Regions from separate parts of the Mus musculus genome. Here region 1 is linked to region 2. A link is a contact called in public promoter capture Hi-C data. All regions are on one chromosome and are shown on one strand. The core of a region is the stretch at or near the end of the contact, and the rest is flanking DNA. Distances in the headings are between cores, read along the strand shown.

Region 1 (5,837 bases), core at 1,739-4,238, 260 kb after region 2:
CAGACCGGGGAGCCACAAAGGTCAATGACCCTGATGTCAACAGCAGAAACCACAAAGGAACCAGTTGTGGTGATATGTGTCTGAGGATGAGGAGTTGGAGGTCCAGCCTGGGCTACACAGTAGGAGTCCAGCCTGGGCTAAATGATACTGTGTCTGAGATACAGACAGACAGACAGACAGACAGACAGGAAGATGGGAGATAGGAGATAGACAGACGGACTAAACAGAGAACGATAGTCAAAAAAGTCAAAAAGAGGAAGCTATCAGGATTGCTCTGAGGTAAAGTTCTTGCTGCCAACCATAAGCACAAGTTGTCCACTCATTTTCAAAAGCACATTCCCCCAAATAAACAAAGTAATAAAAAGAAAAGATTTTTAAAAGAATAAAGAAACCCCATGGCACGGGGGACAATCAGTGTCTGCAGATGTGACAGAAGTCTCTAGAACGGAGGATGTGAGAGATGCCACTGAAACATATTTAAAGAGATAACGGCCCCAGACTTTTCAAGTATAACAGCAGCGATAAAACCCCGGAGCCTGGGCTGGCAAGATGACTCATGAGGTAAAGGAGCTGCACCCCGAGTCTGGTCCCCAGAACCACATAAAGGAGGATGGAGAAAACAGCTCCACAGAGTTGTCCTCTGACCTCCACACATGTGCCTGTGCACGCAAGCAATGTTTAAAGTGTCTAAGAAACCCAGCACGCACAAACAACATGAAGAATGCTACCCCATGGCATATTACCAAACTGTTCAAAACTAGAGGGGAGCACCACGCTAGAAGGGAGCACCACACTAGAAGAGAGGAGCACCGTACTAGAGAGAAGAACTTCACTAGAGGAGGGGAGCACCACACGAGAGGAGGGGAGCACCACTAGAGGAACACCACCAGTGGTGAGGAACACGGGACAGATGACTCAGAGGAGGGATGAGGGTGGCAGCAGAGGGGGTGCTCCTTGGAAACACTGCCATTCACAACTCAGGAGCTCTGTACAGAGTGAAGTAAAGTACAGGGGCTGCTGAGATGGCTCATCAGGTAAAGGGGCTTGCCACCAAGCTAAAGGACCTAGGTTCGATCCCCAGAACCACATGGTGGAAGGAGCAACTCCCACAAGTTGTCCATAGACCCTCACACATATGGCATGGCACGTGTACAACCACGGTAGATGAATAAATGCAAAAAGAAATGAAAACGTAGAAAACAAAATCTGGGAGTCCCCTTCTCACTCCTGTGTGTGATGGGCAGTGGATGGGCTTGGCGGCCTGGTCCAGCTCAGCCTTCAAGTTCTCTGTCTTCTTCCACCACGACAGGCAAAGCATCACCCTGGGCAGATCTCCTCTGGGCCTTCTTCCACCCCCTTCTGTGACTCCCTCCCTCGCACTAAAAAGGCCTCAGCCAATCCACCAAAGCTGGAGAAGAGAATGGTCTCATTTGTATGTTCGGTCTCTCCCCTGCCCCTTATTAGGGGCACAGTTACCATAGTAACTGCCCCCCCAAACCTCTTCAGTCTATTCCTCCCCTTTCCACAGGGTAGGATCTCTGTTGCTTACTCAGCTTTGAGCTCAGAGCTCACCTCCTCATCTTAAGGGGGAAGAAACTGGACCAGAAAAGGAAGGCAGTTTGTCCAAGGACACCCAGCAGTCCGTAGCAGAGCCTTAGCTGGAATCCCGGACTCCTCATTCCCAGTGCATGCTGGGAAGAAGCTGGGCGGTAGTGCTGCTGGTCCACGCTTTCCCCAGATCCCCCACCCCCACCCCTGAGGAATCCTGAGGAGGGGGGGACATCCCTGGAAAGCCCTTTGAAAACATAAGCTGTTCCCCGCCCCTCGCCATCATGGCTGCCGTCTGCATGCTGGACTCCAGCACAGTTGCCAGATGATCAGATTCGGGTGAATGGGGGGCACCTGAGACTTTGGGGCTGGGGGCTGGGAGCATCTGGTTCCAGGCATTCCCACCAGGAAGGGACATTCACCCCCTCACACACACACACACACACACACACACACACACACACACACACACACATTCACCCCCTCACACACACACACACACACACACACACACACACACACAGAGCACTAATTAATGATGGAGAGACGTTGCTCTGGCAAGCCCAGAAAGCAGCCAGCAGACTCCTTCCTGGGAGCAGAGTTTCATTTAACTTTTTATTATGGAAAATTTCCAACAACTGCAGAAGATGCAGGGGCTCCCTCGTGCCTGCTCCCAACTTAGGAATCATCCCTTCGGACACAGTTTCTGCTCTCCCCTGGGCGGGCCATCAGGCAGGGCTAGAGGGAGTTCCCAGAGATGCTGAGGGGAAGTGGCCCCCAGAAGGCAGGGAGACCCTGGCTAAGGAAGCCTAGCCCGGGTTCCTGCCCCGGCCCCGCCTCTCTTTGTTTTCTTTTCCCCTGCTTTCCCCCCTTCACTTGCAATAAAAACATAATTATGGCTTTGTAAGGGGGAAAAAAGGCAAATTATGGTGACATGCTTTAATTATGTGCCAGCAATGGCGGGCTGAATTCCACGGGCAGGGCCTCAGAGGTTACCTAAAAATAAAGCAAGAAGGCTCATTAGATGCTAATTGCTACCCTTGCCAAATGAAGTGAGATCCTGGCGCGCGTGTGCTGTTCAGCACAGAGAGCTGTCTGGGGAACAGGCCTGGTGATGCTCGGGGCCAGAGCCGAGGCTTGGGGCAGGGCCAGGGTACTATACAGAGAGGCTGACAGAAGCCAGGAAGCCTGAGACTACCCGGGGCGCTCAGTGGACATCTGGGCTCTGAGACCCTCATGAGACTATAAAGGGGTCCAGGTCCTTCAGATTCCTTCCTTGGGGCTCCACAGCTCCTTGGTGGTTCTGAGGGCAGACGTGGTTCAGGGACAGCTGGCACAATGCTAATTGGGGCCCCTTTTGTCCTAGCTCTGGCCCCCCTGGCCTCCTGCCTCCAGGAGAAGTGGCTAGGAGAACAGAGCCAGCCCTGGAGCTGGCAGAACCAGGCCTCAGGCTCTGCATTCCAAAGCTGGCTTCAGCAGGTCCTGAAAGGGATGGGGGGGAGGTGTCACTAGTCTGTCCATGTCACCTGGCAGCTCTTGGCCCTGGCCCAGGCAGGAGCAACTGTCTTGTTTGTGAACCATAGGCAAGCTTGTAGGGGGGCACTGCTGGTTCCCTTTTGCTTTGCCGACCCCAGGGCTGGGTCTGTGACTGGTCCGGAGTGCCTCAGCCATCCCTGGGCTGTTCTGAGAGCCGCTTAGCCTCCCCAGGCTAGTGTAGGTCTGTGGCCTGAGAGTGCCTTAGGCTGTGTCATGTAATCAAGGATAGAGAGGATGCTAGGGTAGATCTACCCATTTAACCTCCTCAAAATTGAGACCCCAGGAGAATAGTCCAGCCCTACGGGGTTTCCATCGTCCTGTCTTACTGAAATATAAAAGCCTGGGTGTCTCCAGCACCTATCTGCGTGGCTCAGTGTCCCTTATGAACTAGGGGTTGGGGTGTAGACTAGACCTGTCCATGTGGCTAGGGGGTGTAGACCTATCCGTGTGGCTAGGGGTTACAGACCTGTCTATATGGCAGAGAGCGGGGAGGGGGGGGAGGGCAGTACAGACCTGTCCCTGTGACTAGGGGGTGTAGATCTGTCCATGTGGTGGGGGTTGGAGGGGTACAGACCTGAACAATGTGGCTGGCGGGGAGAGGGGTACAGACCTGTCTGTATGGCTGGGAGTGCATGCACACCTGTTTTCCAGCTACCCCAGAAGCTGGAGCAGCAGAACCAAAAAGTTCAATGTAGAGAAAGACTGTCTGAGAACAGAAAATAAAAACAAGAGGGAGACTGGAGGTAAGCTCGGTGAGTAGAGGGCACGCCTAGTGTGCAAGCGGCCCAAGATACCAGTCCCCATACAGCAATAGGAAATGATCATAAAATTCAATTTATAACATAGGATGGGAGCTGCCAGCTGGCCCAGGAAGAGCCTCCCTCACCTCCGAGTGGCTCACACCGGCGCTCTAGCTGCTCCGGTCTTCCAGCAGTGCATATGGACCCTTCTCTACTTTCCCATGTTGCAGGCAGTCCTGACTTTCGGGTTAGTCGTACCAGCCTTGGGCCCATGGGCCCCCACTTTTAAGTACCCACATTCTGGTTCAGGGGTTCAGACCCACCCAGCTCAAGGCTTCCTACTTAACAATCTGTGACCATCACCTTCCCACAGGAATCAATGTTTCAGGGTTGGTGTGGCTTCCCGAGGACTCCCTGGCAGCTGGGTTTTCTCAGCTCTCACATAGGGGAAGGAAGGCTGGGGACTGACCTCAGCCCCTCCAGAGTGTGAGACGAACAGAGAGATGATTCCAAACTAGATCATAAATGATGTCACCACGCACAGTGGGAATGGGCTGCCAAGCGTGGCATTATAGCTCTGGGCCAGGCCTTCTCCCTGGGAAGCCTCAAGCCTCAGAGCTGAGGAGGGGCAAGGCTGGGTGCTGCAGGAATCCCCCAGAGGAAAGGCGGGGTGCTGCGGGAATCCCCCTGAGGGTGCCTTTCTCCTCTGAAGTTAATCCTTCACCTCATATACCTATTCACCTGGAAGCTTCCAGAAGTCTGTGATCTGGTACTCTGGCTTTGCCTGAGTGAGCCTACTTGTAGCACAGGGCTGGCCAAAACCTAATCTGAGCGGTTGTGGGACCATCCCACCAGACAGCCAGTCCTCTTCTCCCTTCCTCACACATCCTGGGTACCACTCAGAAACCTGGTGATGTGAGGGGCTGAGCAGAGCTGGCCCCCAGGAGTAAGGGCTGGCTCAGGGGGCTCAGGGGACCTCAACACCTGATACTACCCAGAGATGACATCTGCAACCCTGCCCAGGGCCCCTCTGTCCCTTTGGCTATGATGCCCACAACCCTGTCATTAGCTGTTGGGTGGAAGAATTGGGGGAGGGACAGTGCCAAGAACCAGGGTCAGATCCCATTGCCAGCTCCTGGCAGAGCCCAACCTCTTAGCCATGCCCCCTGCCTACCTTCCAACCTGTCAAGGGAGCCAGCTGCTAGCAACACACACTTGCACGCCTGCCACACACACTTGCCACTGGCTAGGACAGATGCATATGAGGTAGAGAGACACCTGAGCACACAAAAGAGGAGACAGACACACAGACCACAAGGAGTCATACCCCTACAGTGCCATGTGCCGACACATGGGTCCCAGGCACCCTAGCACCTGAAGATAGGAAATCAGGACTGGACTGGGGACCCTGGTATCCTGAGCCAAATTCTGCAAGAGACGTCCTTGCCTGGAGAGGTGCAGGTTTTCTTTAAAGATTTATTTTTTGATTGTGTGTGTGTGTGTGTGTGTGTGTGTGTGTGTGTGTGTGTAGGTGTGTACCCAGGTTAGCCCAGAGAGAGCAGGTGATCCCCTGGATCTATGCTATGTGGATGCTGGGACCCAAACTTGGGTCTTCTGTAAGACATATTTAACCACCACGCCATCTCTCCAACCCCCTTAGGCACTGCAGCACTCTGCAGTGTCCTGCTCACTTTGTTTGAGATGCCAGCAGTCCAAGTCTAAAGCCCTCACAGGGCCCTGCTCCCAGCAGCCTTCTGGAGTTCACAGTCCTTCTGCCCCTGCTGGCCTCTGGCCACCAGCGGTGGCTGAGCACGGGGGCCCGCAGTGGACACGCAGGCCGGGTGCAAAACCATGTGTTTCTCTTTATTAGAAATGTTCTCGGTATAAAAACAGTCATGCTACACATCAGAGACCATCACCAAACACTCAGGCACTGAACTCCGTGTCGTTGGCAGGAAGGGCAAGGCGGACAGGCGGGCAGGACACATGGCAGACGGGTAGGGTGGGCGAGCA
Region 2 (5,965 bases), core at 3,378-5,877:
TTCAGAGAGAACATATCCTGAAAAACCTCAGGTGTTCGCGGGAAGGGCATTCTGGGAAGGACATTATTAAGAAAGAGACTGCAGCAAGGCACAGCAGGGCCACACAATTCAAACGCCGAGTGGTTTATGGTCTGCCCTCTCGTCTCCAAAGCTCTCAGGTACATTTCATAGGCCTCTCCGAGCCACCAATTGGGGACAAGTACCATTCAACGTGCTTGTGATGCCTGAGGGGAAATCTTTTTAATCTATTAGAGATGAGAGGACCCGAAACCCATTTAAAACCACTTAGGTGGTAATGGGCAGGGGAGTTTCAGAGTTCCCCACGTGGCTGAGGGCCGTGCATTATCCGGGCCCATCCAGGCTGCAAAGGCGGAGGGTTATGTTTCCAGAAGGAGTTAATGGCGTTTGTAAGTCCATTCGAGAACAACCCAGGAGCCCTAGGCCTGCCTGGCCTGCCTGGTTCTCTGGCTGGGTGGGATCAATACAGAGTGAGTTCTGGGGGGCTGCACACGTCACCTTCCTGGCCGTGGCTGATAGATGTGTCTTCAGAGAACATCTATTTCCCAGGAAGGCACCATTTCCAGGCTCTTGGGGCCACGCTCCACACCCCTCGGCCCAGAAACTTATCTCCATACCAATTTCTTTCTTTGAGAAGGGATCTCCCCCGCTTTCCCTCTTAATGTTTAAAATCTCCCAACATTCCCTCAGCTTGAGAACCGAATACAATTTTAATGCCATGATTATGAGTTCGGAAGCCCTTCAGCCACTGACAAATGTACCCAGCAGCTCATGCAATGTTCTGAGCTCGCTGCCGAGACTGGGCGGGCATGGGGAAGGCTGACTGCTAGAGACTATCACCCTAGAAGGGCTCTGCAGAAGCAAGGTTGGGACACTGTTCCTCAGTGGTTCCTGCCCAGCAGGCTTCGCTGTCCCATGGCCTCTAAGCTGCACCCAGGACCTCGGACATTGTTAACGAAGACCTCTGGGCATGACTTGCAGCCCATTCCCCATGTCTGCTGCCTTTCTTTATATAACAGGATTGATCCCTGAATGTGGGCAAGAGGTCTGTGTCCTGGAGACACGGGATTGCCAGAGGCTAGCATGGCGTGTTATGGTAGAGATAGCAACAGATTTCTTTCTGCTGTTGCTTATTTGGGTTTGTTTGGTTTTGTTTTTGAGGCAGGGTCTCCGGGCGAGGCTGGTTTTGAACCCACAGTCTTCCTGATTCTGTTTCATTTTCCTGCTTTTGGGACAGGTACTGTTCAGTGTCCTTGTGATGCCCGAGGGAATGTCTTTTCAGTCTGTTAGAGATGAGAGGACCCAAACCCATTTCAGACGGCGTAGGTGGTAATCAGCTGGGGAGTTTCAGATGCTTGTATTACAGAGTGTGCCACCATGCCCAAGTGATACAGTGCTGAGGACAGGATCCTAGGTTTTCTGAGTATCAGACAAGCTCTCTATCCACTGAACCACACTTCCCAGCCTCCAGCAACAGTTTTAAAGGTAAGAGCACAAGAATTATGCAGAACATGTGTATGTGTGTGCGTGTATGTATATGTGTGTGTAGTTCGTATGTGTGTGGTATATGTGTATGTATGTATACATGTGTGTACACGTGTGTGGTGAGTGTATGTGGTATTTGTGTATGTGTGTTTATGAGTGTGTATGTGTGTATATGTGTATATGGTGTTTGTGGTGTAGTGTGTGTGTCCATGTGTGTATGTGTTTATATGTATGTGCTGTGTGTATGTGTGTGTGTATATGTGTGTGTTTATGTGTATATGTGTGTGTATGTGTGTATATATGTATGTGTGTAGTATGTGTGTCCATGTGTGTTATGTGTCTGTATGTGGTGCATATATGTGTGTGTGTGTGGTGTGTGTATGTGTGTGTGTATGTATCTATGTATGTGTGATGGTGTGTGTTTATGTGTATGTATATGTATGCATGTATGTGTGTGTGGTGTGTGTGTTTGCATGCATGTGTGTATGCTTGCTGTTCTTATGTTCTCTTCCCACCAGAGCACCCTACACTGCCCATTTCTGGAGTGAATCTCTTAGGGAGACTTGCCAGCACACCCTTCCCCGGCAGAGGGCAGCAGTACACGTGTGGATGCCAGGAATATCCAGGAGGGATTAACACTGTCTGAAGACTAAAGCCAGTAGCCCCTCCACAGCTAACAGTCAGTGGGCATATTCTTGGGACACCCTGAGTTTGTCCAGACCTGTCCCAGAGTGCAGAGCCCACAGCTGAAGTTCTCCTGCCCCATCAGGAATGTCTTTAAAAAGCTCTGAAGTCATCAAGACTGGGTCTGTCTCCTCTTATGGCTGCCTCAGTAGAGACAGGGACCGACAGGGGCTGAGAAATGGCTCTGCACACAGGCAGGTGCCCTGGATTGCACAGGAGCAGAATGCCACAGGGCAACGCAGGCCAACACAACACTGTTGCAGACGTATGCCTCACACTCTCACTTCCCCCAGCAGCCTGCAGGTTTCCTTCCGTAACAACCAATGTTCATAAAGTTTATTGCTGTTCCCCGCGGCTGATAGTGAACAAGACAGCAACCATAAGGATTTCTGCCTGGTGAGGATTTATTCAAGTGCCTGTGCAGAGGGGAGGGGCTGCTGCTGGCCCCAGAATGCAGCCAAGAGGAGGCAGAATGCATAGGGGCAGAGGAGGGCTTCTTAGGTTCCTGAGAGAGCATGGTGGGCCTAGATTCAGGGAACCCCCACAGGAGGGACTCCAGCCTCAGACTCCCCATCTGTAAGTACCTTCAATTCAACGGGCATGTGGCAGAGAACCAGAGGATGGAGGCAGGGCCTCTGGAGAGAGAATCAGAGGGTGGAGGCAGGGCCTCTGGAGAGAGAACCAGAGGGTGGAGGCAGGGCCTCTGGAGAGAGAACCAGAGGGTGGAGGCAGGGCCTCTGGAGAGAGAACCAGAGGGTGGAGGCAGGGCCTCTGGAGAGAGAACCAGAGGGTGGAGGCAGGGCCTCTGGAGAGAGAACCAGAGGGTGGAGGCAGGGCCTCTGGAGAGAGAACCAGAGGGTGGAGGCAGGGCCTCTGGAGAGAGAACCAGAGGGTGGAGGCAGGACCTCTGGAGAGAGAACCAGAGGGTAGAGGCAGGGCCTCTGGAGAGAGAATCAGAGGGTGGAGGTAGGGCCTCTGGAGAGAGAACCAGAGGGTGGAGGCAGGGTCTCTGGAAACTGAGAGGAATCTTAAAAGTAGGACTGGCTCTTGGTCTAACACAGCTTTAATCAGATGAATCCCTCCTGATCCAGGGGCAGATGTGGCCCATGTCAGAAGGATCATGACCCTGGGGTTCTGTCAGGACTGAGTGAGGTGTGCTGTGAGACCTGAGCCTCTCATAAATGACTTCGGATTCCTGATGTCTCATGGGTAGTTTCTGAAGGAAGTGTGGCAAGACACAGAAAGAATGCATGGAGTCCGGTATGGGCTACACGAGCATGCCTGGCAGCATCCTCTCCATTTTCCCATAAGGTCTTTCAAGAGGAAAAATTAAACCGCAGAGCTAAGCTAGGCATGGCGGTGCACACACATAGCCCTGGAGCTTGGAAGCAGAGGCGCGAACATGTAGGATTCAAGGCTAGACTTGGCTATAATGGCAAATTCAAGGCCAGCCTGGATTACATGAGACCTTATTTCAAAGGAGTGGGGCTGCGTCCCCCTCCCATACCTCCATGTATAATCCTGAGATCATAGAAATGGCTCAGATTCAGGTCTCGGGGGCCACTGAAGACCCTGCAGGCGTGGGGTCTCCAAGATTCTGCCTCTGTCTAGGGCAGCAGAGGTCATTAGCCTTGGTTCATGTCTCCTATGAATGTCTCTCAGTGACTTCCCTCGGCCACCTAACCTTCTCCAGGGTGTCCCTGCACCCAGGCCCTAAGATACCACCCACAGGTACTGATGTCACCCGACCCCGTGGTCTCATCAGGAGGAAGGGTGGGGCTGATGGGACAGGACATGCTGATCCCTGGCTCCAAAGTGTGGAGGGAGGACTCTCCTCGGATGCCTGCCTCTGGGAAGGTTTAACCCAGTCTGAAGGAACGTGGCTGCCTCCAGCCCTTCACCCATAATCCATAGCCACTGCTGTAGACCTGGCTTGCCCACTTGTGGGTCAGGGGGAGCACATTAGTGCAGGCTGAAAGAGGGAGAGGGGGTCATGCTAAGGGGACAGGAAGAAATGGGACATGGACATATGCCCATATCTCTAAATTGCTGCCTGTCCCAGCCCCTGCACACCCCAGCCTGCACAAGCATGCACACACACACACACACACACACACACACGCACGCACAGGTAAATTCCAAGTCACAGGCACCTCCAACAGGCCTATATCCCCTATGACTCCCAACCAGTCTGTAGGGAAGCTACCCCACCATGGGAGCTGGCCTATGGCCTTGACACCCTCTGTCCCTCACCCTGGAACCATCCAGGGCTCAGTAAGATGGTTCTTCCCCATCCTACATCAAGGTTGCACTCACCAGAGCCTCTTTCTGGGGGGTATCAGGGAGTGTGCAGTAGGGGCTCTTGTCTCTCAGTGCCCTCCTCTGTCTGCAAGCACAGGAAAAGGTCTGGCCCAGCTCAGTTCTCCCGCTGGGGCCCGGGTGGAGTTTCCCGTCCAGATCTAGGCTGTCAGTGGCCTGGGTAAGGGAAACCACCTGACCCTCTAGGCCTGAATGCCCAGCTGTCAGCTGGTATCCACAGCTCTGGAGTGGGGCCAGGGGTCTGGGAGGGAGGGGAAAGAGGAGAGAGGAAAGACGAGGAAGGTGGGCAGGGACTAGGAAGAAGGGGAAAATTTGGGGGAGTAGGAGAAGGTAGGAAAGAGAATTCAGCTCAGCTATCTTGAAGTGTGACTGGTTCTGAAGTCTAGGTACTAATTGCTACAGAGTCCCCAATTATTTATTTAAAAAATCATTTTATATGTGTGTGTGTGTGTATAGATACACACATATAGATAGATAGATAGATAAATACATACATACATACATACATACATATCTGTGTGCATGCATGTGTAAGGGCACACACATGCCATGCCATTCCTGTGGAGGTTAGAGTATAACTTGTAGGCATGGGTTCTCTTCCCCATGTGGGTTTCAGGAATTGAAGTCCAGGGTCAGGCCTGACGACGTGTGCCCTTACCTGATGAAATCCTCTCATCACTTGTCCTTTATGTAATGCTAGGGTAGGACCCAAGGTCTCACACAGAGAGAGTCTGCAGTCTGTAGTGGCTATTCCTGGTCGTCAACTTGACCATATCTAGAATGAACTACAATCCAGAAATGGAGGGCTCACCTATGATCCAGATCTTGAAGCTGGAAGACACAGGCTTCTGACCTGGATCTTAGCATGGAGATCGTGAGGCATAGTGGCTATGAAAAGTTTAGGCCTAGGCAAGGTAATACATTCCTTTAATCCCAGGAGATTAAGGCAAAGAGTTCTCTGAGTTCAAGGTCAGCCTGGGACAAATCAAATCCCAGATCTGGGCCACGCCTTCTGCGGGAAGTCTAATAAGGACATGGGAAGAAGGAAGACTCTCTTTTTCACCTGCACTTACTTGCCAGCACATCTGTCGGAACCTACATCTACAGAAGACCATCGGAAACAACTAGCCTCATGGGACTGAGCAACCACTAGATTCTTGGACTTCCCACCCACAGCTGCCCATTGTTGGGGAGTTAGACTACAGACTGTAGGTCATCATAACAAATTCCCTCAATATAGAAGTCATTCCATAAGTTCTGGGACTCTAGAGAATCCTGGCTAATACACAGCCCTACTAAGCACTTGCAGACCTACTGATCCCACCTCAACCTTCTCTGTTTTCTTTTCTATCCCTGCTCAGAAGGAAGGACAAGGCTGGGCTAGGCCATGTCCTCTCTTTCACCTGGCACCCCCACCCACTCCCAGCTACCTCAGGTGGCTCGCCACGAGTTGTGGATG

What was found. Promoter capture Hi-C pulls out the DNA fragments that hold promoters and counts their contacts.
Region 1: a contact with region 2 is called in a promoter capture Hi-C map of hippocampal neurons, with 4 times the contacts expected there. The contact joins the enhancer-like site here to the promoter of Ip6k3 in region 2. A contact is called at or near these places in 9 of 39 promoter capture datasets (the C10 cell line, cranial neural crest, embryonic stem cells and 5 more), 1 of 15 datasets of contacts at CTCF or cohesin (large pre-B cells) and 1 of 115 datasets of contacts at active chromatin or transcription factors (embryonic stem cells).

Annotation. Positions count from the first base shown.
Region 1 is chr17:27,420,238-27,426,074 of GRCm38.p6, forward strand. It overlaps Grm4 (glutamate receptor, metabotropic 4), which reads right to left. Exons shown (of 11, transcript NM_001291045.2): 11 at 5,667-5,837. Among named protein-coding and RNA genes, the nearest start is that of Gm35007, 23 kb to the left of the region's middle. Within about 2 kb of position 2,989, at least 83 of the 459 cell types and tissues checked have an H3K27ac peak or open chromatin away from gene starts, as enhancers often do. A contact at or near this core is called in hippocampal neurons, where this site is marked.
Region 2 is chr17:27,163,137-27,169,101 of GRCm38.p6, forward strand. Ip6k3 (inositol hexaphosphate kinase 3) reads right to left here and starts at 4,628. Exons shown (of 6, transcript NM_173027.2): 1 at 4,504-4,628.